Linked DNA regions of Mus musculus: regions 1 and 2 are each linked to region 3. Evidence: chromatin contacts called from public Hi-C and promoter capture Hi-C data. All regions are on one chromosome and are shown on one strand. Each heading gives the region's core, a stretch centred on a gene start, on an enhancer-like site or on the middle of the called end of the contact. The rest is flanking DNA. Distances are from core to core; before and after follow the strand shown. Region 1 holds the start of Atp6ap1l (ATPase, H+ transporting, lysosomal accessory protein 1-like). Region 2 has its middle 65 kb from the start of Atp6ap1l. Region 3 has its middle 7.8 kb from the start of Gm41013.

What was found. Promoter capture Hi-C pulls out the DNA fragments that hold promoters and counts their contacts. A called contact is a pair of places that touch in the nucleus more often than the background predicts.
Region 1: a promoter capture Hi-C map of stem cell-derived epiblast-like cells shows a contact between it and region 3, with 4 times the contacts expected there. The contact joins the promoter of Atp6ap1l here to the enhancer-like site in region 3. A contact is called at or near these places in 9 of 39 promoter capture datasets (cranial neural crest, embryonic stem cells, hippocampal neurons and 3 more).
Region 2: a contact with region 3 is called in a Hi-C map of nephron progenitors, with 3 times the contacts expected there. The contact joins two enhancer-like sites. A contact is called at or near these places in 5 of 484 Hi-C or Micro-C datasets (cortical neurons, cranial neural crest, embryonic stem cells and 1 more).

Annotation. Positions count from the first base shown.
Region 1 is chr13:90,903,684-90,906,790 of GRCm38.p6, reverse strand. Atp6ap1l (ATPase, H+ transporting, lysosomal accessory protein 1-like) reads left to right here and starts at 1,436. Exons shown (of 7, transcript NM_001145879.1): 1 at 1,436-1,593. The coding sequence starts at 1,499.
Region 2 is chr13:90,839,403-90,842,151 of GRCm38.p6, reverse strand. No RefSeq gene overlaps it. Among named protein-coding and RNA genes, the nearest start is that of Atp6ap1l, 65 kb to the left of the region's middle. Within about 2 kb of position 1,356, at least 25 of the 459 cell types and tissues checked have an H3K27ac peak or open chromatin away from gene starts, as enhancers often do.
Region 3 is chr13:90,169,220-90,172,267 of GRCm38.p6, reverse strand. No RefSeq gene overlaps it. Among named protein-coding and RNA genes, the nearest start is that of Gm41013, 7.8 kb to the right of the region's middle. Within about 2 kb of position 1,662, at least 15 of the 459 cell types and tissues checked have an H3K27ac peak or open chromatin away from gene starts, as enhancers often do. A contact at or near this core is called in stem cell-derived epiblast-like cells, where this site is marked.

The DNA of each region.
Region 1 (3,107 bases), core at 187-2,686, 730 kb before region 3:
TGATGACAGCATCTCAAGTGGTCCAGGTTGACCTTGAACTAACTATGTGGCCAAGGATGAAGTTGAACTTGTGGTCTTCTTGTTTTCAGCTCTCTAGTGCTGGAAAATAGATGTGTGCCAGCTCACCCAGCATATTATTAAGTTATTATCACAACCCTTCCCCTTTGTTTCTGTATTTTTTCATTTTCCCCATTTATTATGCTTCATTTCCCTTTTGTAGTTTTCTGGAGGGGTGCCTGGTGCCACGTGAGGAGGAGACAGCACACAATGAAGAGAAGAATGTCACCAACAAGTCCCTAGCTTCCCTAAAAATCCATTACCTCCCCCCAAATTCAATTAAAAACAGCCCTTCTCAGGCTGCAGAGATGGCTCGGTGGTTAACAGCTCTGCCTGCTCTTCCAGAGGACCCAGGTTGGATTCCCAGCACCCACATGGTAGCTACAAACCATCTGTAACTCATGTTTCAAGGGATCCAAGGACCTCTTCTGCCTTCTGAAGGCACTGTACACATGCGCTGCACAGACGTATATGCGGGTAAGACACTCATACCCATAACATAATAATTTAAAAAATTAAAGATAGCCTCTGTCACTAGTACTTTTCCACTCGAAGTATCAAGTTCTGAAGCAACAAAAATGCCTATGTTTCGTTTTGAAAGACTCTCAGTGTTATAGGATTTTATTATGTGTGTTTTTTGCCATCTCATCTTCACCAGAATCCTTTTTACCCAGCATGTAACAGCATAGAAAATACTGGACGTTGTTCTGATATCTTCCAGCACACGCGTCGTTGTCCTGTGCGCATACCTCCTCCCTCTGAGACAATTCTTTAAAGCAACCCTGTCCCTGATTCTACAGAAAACTTTCACAGTAGGGAGAACTTCCCTGGCTGTTACGGTAGAACACTCTCAAAGCCATCCCACCGGGCATGACTTTAGCTGCTCCTAACTCCAGAGCTAGAGGTCCTCAGTATCTCTCTGAAGCCCTCTCAGGTAGATGGAAAGTTCACATTCAACAGGGAACTGTGACCTAGGACACGTGTAGAAACAGAGGTAAGTTCTAGAGACTGTTTTACCAACTAGTTTGCCTTAAAAATGTCTGGAAAAATACATACTTTGTCGATTTGAGAGAGAAAGGCAATCATTGTGAGAACCTTAGTTAAGTGTGTGCAGCAGTCACCCAATAGGGTAACTTCCCGTAAAGGGCTCACTAGCTATGCATTTTTCTCTAAAACCCGCTCCCTAGTGTTTTAATGCAATGAATAATTGAAAAGCTAAATGCTGCGTTAAAACTCTGTGCTTCAGATGGAGCCATTGTCAGGTCTCGCTTTCCTTCCTACCCCCCCCCCCCCCCACCTTCCCCAATAGTGCATCCTGGGAAAGCTATTTTTGTATTGGCTGAAAGTGCTGTCAGTCACTTGGCAAGAACAGTCCAGCCTCTGCTCTGCTTGCTCTACAAATTAACAGATGCGCTTGGCTTGAAGAAGCATACACTTCTTGATGGGAAGAAAACTCTTGTTTAGTTTCTCACTTTTGTTCTTATGTATGGTGTTTTCAGTCAGTTTGGATCAGATACTTGCCAGGAAGAATGTAGGGTGAGTAACGGCCCATCCTTTAACGCGATGTGTTTGTGAACCTCGGTGCAAGTGTGATATTAGATGTTCTGTTCTTTCTTTATAGAGTTACGTTCCTGCATTTGTTTATGGTTCAAAAATGTATAAGCTAGGTTATACCATACAGCCAACGACAGTAGTTATTATACTAGACTTTTATTGTAAGAGGCAAGGACTATTGTTCAAAACACTAAGAAACACTGCATTTGTGTTAAATATACCACTGCTTAACGGACTCTCAGATCAGACCTGGTTCCGGTTTCTTTTATGTTTATAAATAGGGGCTAAGTTCACAGTGTCTCCTGTCATAATTATATGAGTGGAGACCTTAGGGATGCGTAACCTGTGAGCCCAAGGAAGTGGTGTTAAGTCGCCCTGATTAATAGAAGGTGCTGATGGTTTAGGACAACCCTTGCAATTAACAAGCACCGTTTTTGTTTTCTTGTCTGTTTTCTTTCTATATCTTACAAAGGAGTACACACTTGTCTCTAAAAAAGTATATTTAGAATCTCAACCGCAGCCACTGTATGTCTTGTTCCCCAATTATTCATGATGTGCCATCTCACCAAATGCACTGGGGACATTCGTGCGAACACAGAGCCCTGCAGCAAGCAGGGTGATCTGGCAAAGCTCCATGAAGAACTCCTAAGTCAGCAGCTGATAACAGCTTTAAGGATGGACATTAAAAATGCTCTGTTCTTTTCTCTCCCTAAATTAATTGGTGCTTTCATTGAAGCTTACTTTTAGATAGGACATGGCTTAAAAGTCTTAGGTGGTTAAATGTTACCTTGTTTTGTTTGGGACAGGTCTCTTAAAGCCCAGGCTGACCTTGAATCTGCCTATAGCCAACAGTGGCCTTGAACTTCTGACCTCCTACCAGGTTCCAAGGTCTGGGATTACGAGCACGCACCTGGCTTTATAATATCATGGAATCCTGCACTTTTGTGCTACTGAGCAATAAAATTTAGGGCCTTGTGAATGCTAAGCAAGTGCTCTACCACTGAGCTCTATCCAAGTCTATAAAACATACTCCACCCAGTTTACATAGAAATGAGTGTTTTTTTTGTATTTCTTATAATGGCAAAAAAAATGTCAAAATTAAAAAAAATCAAATTCTGCTTTTATTAGGGCAAGATATATATAATTTTAGTTTCAGGAGCATCATAGATCTTAGAAATTATATAAACAGCTATACTCTTCCAGATAGCTATAATATCTACATGTTACTAACTAGTACTTATGGAAAATGTGATATGTATATGCAATAAAATTTTATTTCATCCCAAAGAAAAAGATGACATTTGTAAGAAAATGGGTGTAACTGAGCTATTAGGTAGCATCTCTGACTTAGAAATAGAAATACAGCTTGTTCTCTCTCTTAGGCAGATCCTAGATTTTAATATAAGTGTGGGGGTACCGAGCAGTGTAGGTCGTGAAACTAGAAAAGGGACCATGAAAGGAAACGGGGAGGACTAAAGGGAGGGTTGGGGAGGAGC
Region 2 (2,749 bases), core at 107-2,606, 670 kb before region 3:
AGTAGTTGTGTGAGGACATTGTGAGAGGAAATAAAAATTATAACCCAACAATATACCATAAGGACCCAGGTTGGAGTTGACTGATCCACTGTCTGCAGAGCAGAGCTATGGGTTAAGTTCCTCTCTTGGGAAAGATCATCGCTCAACTTCGTGGAGAGTTTGATATCCTTTATCTTTGTTGATTCTACATCTTTTAATATGCACTGAAAACCTGGATCTTTCTGCTTCCGGAAGTTCATGATGAACACCCCATCTTACCTATTGCTGCCACAAGCCCGCCCAACCAAACCAAACCAAACCAAACCAAACCAAACCAAACCAAACCAAGCCAAGCCAAGCCAAACCAAACCAAACCAAACCAAACCAAACCAAACCAAACCAAACCAAACCAAACCAAACCAAAAGAAACCAAACCAAACCACAACAAACCAAAACAATACAAAAACTCAGAAAAAGAGAAATCACCCCCAAACTAGCAAAAACCCAAAACTGAACAATAGGTAGAATCCAGCTCTTACAATTTAACACTGGAAGCAACCAATCTTAATTCCTCTGAAGAAATACTGTACCCCGCGGTTACTGTGACAAAACGAAGACAGTAGCAGCGTGTCCTTGCTTGGGTTTGGAATGGATATACAAAGACTTTAGAATCGAGGAACTAACAATAGAGGGAATGCTGCTGTGAAACCAGATGCAGGATGTCACTGGAGAAATGTGTCTTGTTTGAGGGTAAGAAGGCTTTGTCTACAATTAGGCTCCGTAAAGCAATGGGGGTAGGCAAGGACTCAGTATGGCCTAGAGCCCTCAAGGGTACTTAAGATAAACATGATTGAGACAAGACAAAGAAGATAGAGGAGAGGGCACAAAATATCGGAGAAGGGAAAGACTTAAATTTTCCCTTATTCAAAGTTATAACCGTTCCTTAATCCCTAGGTTATAGGGCTTCTTCACATTGACCCAGCAAACATCCCTTCACTTCCCTGTTGACAGAATATGTTCCCCATTATATCACTAGAGGTCGCTAGAGAACCACTGATCAGTGTCTGAAGCTGGCTAGATAACCCGTTTCAACCGTGCAGGAAATGCTTATTTTTCTAAACATGAACAGTCCCACAGTCACAGAAGAGTAAAGGCCAAAGTCTTAAGTTTCAAAGATTAAAACATGGCTATAGCTATCACAGCACGCAGTTACCTACACACTGTGAAACTGGCTTCGTAAGTTTTTAAAAAGATGTCCCTGGCTGAGTTGAGAGTAGAAATTTCGCTGTTGGCTGAAAAAATGGCTCAGTAGGTTAAGAGCTTGCTACAAAACCGAGAGGCCCCGAGTCCGGGTTCCCAGAACCCGTGTAGAGTTGGATATAGACGCTCCCATCTGTAACCCAGTACTCCTATGGCAACACGGGATATAGAGACTGAAGAATACTTGGAGAGTACCTGGCAACTTGGGGTGGGTGGGTGGTGGTGGGTCCAGCTACCTTGTCATCTATAGTGCTGAGTATCAAACAGACCGCATCATAAACAAGGTAGACGGTAAGGCTGACACTCAAGGTTGTCCTGAGATACACATATCATCTACACTTGAGCACATGCGTGCATATGAATACATATACCTGGAGGAACAGGGGTTGGGTGGGGAGAAAGAATTCCAATATTTTGTAGAATAATAACAACATTGCTATACTAAAACAAACAAACAAACAAACAACTTTTTATGTAATATTCATTTAGGCTCTCTCTCTCCTCTGTGTGTGTGTGTGTGTGTGTGTGATATGTATATGTGTGTGTGAACTGATGTTAACGTACACTATTAACCTAGGATGTTGGGCAAGCAATTGAACTACATTCCCAGCTCCTTTCCAAACATTTTATTTTGAGCCAGTTTTTTTTTTTTTTTTTTTTTTTTAATATGTTGTTCAGGCTGGCTTTGAACCACCTCTGTAGCTGGGGTAGGCCTTGCATTTGTAGTCCCCCTGCCTCAGCCTCCTGAATAGTAACACCAAGCACCACTTGGCATACATATCCATTTAAAAAAAAAGATTTATTTATTATTATAAATAAGTACACTGTAGCTGTCTTCAGACACACCAGAAGAGGGCATCAGATCTCATTATGGGTGATTGTGAGCCACCATGTGGTTTGCTGGGATTTGAACACAGGACCTTCGGAAGAGCAGTCAGTGCTCTTAACTGCTGAGCCATCTCTCCAGCCCATACATATCCATTTTTATCCTAGTATAAATGATGTCCTGGGGTTAGTGGGAGACAAGGAGGAGGCAGCACAGGGGCATGAGGCCAAGCGCATCTGCTCTGCAGCAATCTGGAGGTCTCACCTCTGTGTTCCTCATCACGCCCTTAGGAAGTGCTGTGGGTATTAGAGCCAGCTTTGAGGGGAACAAACAAACAAACAAAGAAACAAAGAAACAAAGAAACAAAAACCCAAGGGAGAAAAGAAACAAAACAAAAGCCCCACCTGCCCTCAGTATTGTCAAGCCCTCCCTTTCCAGACAATGACTTTGCTGGGACATTGGTACTGACACCTCTGGAGTACTTAATGTGAATGTATTTTGGGCATGCCTGACATTTTTGATAGTGTTAACGCTGATAAGTGCACAATCTATTGTTCAACAATCTATTGTTTTGACTACTCTTAGTTACCTGTAGCAAATCACTGAAGTCCAGGAAACAATGAAATCCCCTCTTAATGCCCAAGCAATTAGCTGTGTGAAAGGTTTGCTTTGATTACGTTTCAG
Region 3 (3,048 bases), core at 413-2,912:
GTAAGTTATTTGTGTGGGTTATGTTTGGTTGCTTGAGACCTGGTCTACATGATGCCCAGGCTGGCCTTGAACTTAATAGGTCACTGAGGCTGGATTTGAACTCCCAGCCCTCTGCACTGCTGAGATTATGGTCATATCCCATCATGTTCTACCCTTGCTAGTGGATTATTAACAAGTTAATCACTTCTTTATTAAAATTCAAATTAAAAGTACTTGTTTGTTGATTCAGCCTCTGAGATTCCGTAGGGTTAGGCTTCATAACACAAGCATGTTTTCATTTTTCATCCTAAGCTTATAGAAAATTCTTCTTTATTCTGCTCAATCTCACCCACTATCATTTCCTTTTATTCATTACTCAGGCAAGATAAATCATGTGTCCTATCTCATATATTGTTCTGATGAGAATTGTCTTTTTACTATGGTCTCAAACAAGACACCATGGATACCTTGACCTGCATGGCAAAGATTCTGTGCTGAGAATGATGTTGTGAGTCATTCATATATGCTGATTTACTTTCCATGTGGAACCACTCTCTTCAAGTAACCACCACACATCTGTGGTGGGCCCATTGGCAGGCTGTGTAAGCAAAACCTTGAATCCAGGAGAAGACTGGATTCCACAGGGGCAGCCAGGATGGGCACATTTAGCATCCTCTGGCAGCATTGGCTCACTCCTTCCTGTCTGAGTCTCTAAACATGTGCTTTAATCATTCCAGCTCACTGACTCATGAAATGTAAACACAAAGGTGATAATTAGTTAGAAGGGCATAGTCCTTTCTTGCAAGTTGAATGCACCTTCCTGCTAGAATTTCACTCTCAGAAAAGACATGTAATACCTGACACTTGAGTTTGCCTTGGTTCAGTTTTCCTCAAGCTTGATACTGCTGGCTTCAGATTCATAATATTTTGCTTGGATTTTCAACTGTATTCAAATCTGCATAACTTCCACAACCAGCTGAGACAAACCAGATGAAGAATTTCAACCACATATATTCACCATGTCCAATTATTTCTATTTCTTTCCTTTTTCCTTTTTTCTTGCTTCTCTTTTTTCTTTTTTTCTTTTTTCTTTTCTTTTCTTTTCTTTTCTTTTCTTTTCTTTTTTTTTTTTTTTTTTTCTTTTTTTTTCCCCATTTTGGTTTCTGGTTTCCCATCTGTGTGGCTTAGTTCCTGTGAGGCCAGATTTAGAAATGGGTGGGAAACTATTGCCTAACTTAAGGAGTGTTAATCATTTCCCCTTAATAGAAGTAACATTTTTATTGCAGCTTTAGTGATGGAATCTTTTCCTGAGGCATGAAACAATAACAAAATCCCTCTTACATACCTGTCTCAAAAGAATTCTAATCTGTCTGGGAGGCAGCCACCCCTGAAGGATGCTTAGGCTGTTCTCAGAGGGTTGGCACACTTGGGGATATGCTAAAGATATGCAGAAGTTTAAGTAACTTCCCAATCATCCGCGGTGAAAGAAGAGACACTGACTTCAAGCATTTGGAGTTCTGGTTCTGGTCTGCATTTTGTCAGGTGTGACTTTATAGCAGGCAGCATTTATTTAAATTTACCAAGCCTTTTATATTCATTCTGCGGAATGCCTGCAATGTTGCAATTTGCAGACTAATTTAAACCAAGACACAGAGAGGGCAAGTGAGCAGCTGGAGTCCACACAGCTAGCTGTTTGCAGAACCAGATGCTAGCCCCGGGTTTTCTTTCCTGTCTCAGATTCTACTGCCATCTACACTATGAGGATATTTTTCCTTTACAGAGTTTGTGTTTTGATTTATCTTAATCTGAAAAATGAGGTGATTTAGCTAAACCTCAAAAAAACCCTTTGATCTTGAATACCCTATGATCTTATAATTGAGTGCTATCCTCAAATTTGGGGAGAATACAATTTGGTTCAGTTCAGCCCAAACAATACACATATTTATAAAATAAAGTTGAGAAGCAGTGGGCCAGGAGTGGTATGAGATTAAGGTCTGGTATTAATCTGGGAAAGCTTCCGGACTAAAAGGGTTTCATCTGGTGCAGGCAGGAAGAGCTGTGATGTTGGTTGGCAGACGGGAGGGACTCAACTCAAGCCTCTTCAGAGCTCTAGCAACAGAGGATTCAAAAGGAAAGGCCATTAGCAGGGCCTCCTGATGGAATGACAGGCTCTCAGCATCAAGCATCTTACTGAGGAAAATAAAAATGGGCCTCTAGCTCAGAGCCTTTCCTTTCTTGGGAATTCATACATCATTGACTGGCTGATTGCCTGACTAAGGTGACCTGAGCTGCAGAGTTGCTTTGAAGCTTACAGTTAACAAGCTGTAATTGAGTAACTGTCCAAAGATTCAAATGCATGGAAAACCATGAAAGAGTAACGTTTCCATGTTTCCGAGTTTGCCAACATACGGTTTTCTTTCTCCTGTGCACTTTGTCCCTCTCTGAATTTATAACATGTACATCAAGATGTACTCTAACTGTTCATAATTAACACTTAGCATGTTTTTTCCAAAATATTGGCAATGTTAGCAAATGTTGACACTGTATCTTTTCTAGTCTGCTAGGGATAAAGTACCCATATTGAAAAATCATCTCTCTTTTTCACTCAGTTTGAGACCTTTTTAAAGAAGGGAATTCTAAGATTTGCAGGGTCACTGTGAGTGGAACAGCTGAAGATATACGTGCAGGCTGAGGAACTAGAGTAGAACTCTATACAGTGAGCTCTCTGTATCTTTCCTCTGACATGGAGCTAATGGGAAATGCAATTTTGAACTTATAAAAACAATTCTATTTAGAGGTTGTAAAGATCCTTCAGTCAGTGAACTCAAGCTCTCATCCATGTTGAAAAATGTAGCATGGCAGCATGTGTTTGTAATCCTACTACTAGGGAAGCTGGAAGGGCCCCTCTCCTGGGTTCACTGGCTTAAGCCAAGATTGACCTGAGGTCTACAAACATAGATTTATTCATTTGCATATGCACACACCCCAACAACACATGAAAATACACACACAGGTGAGGAGGCATACATACTCATGCACACACCTATCTTATACATGCACCTACCCATG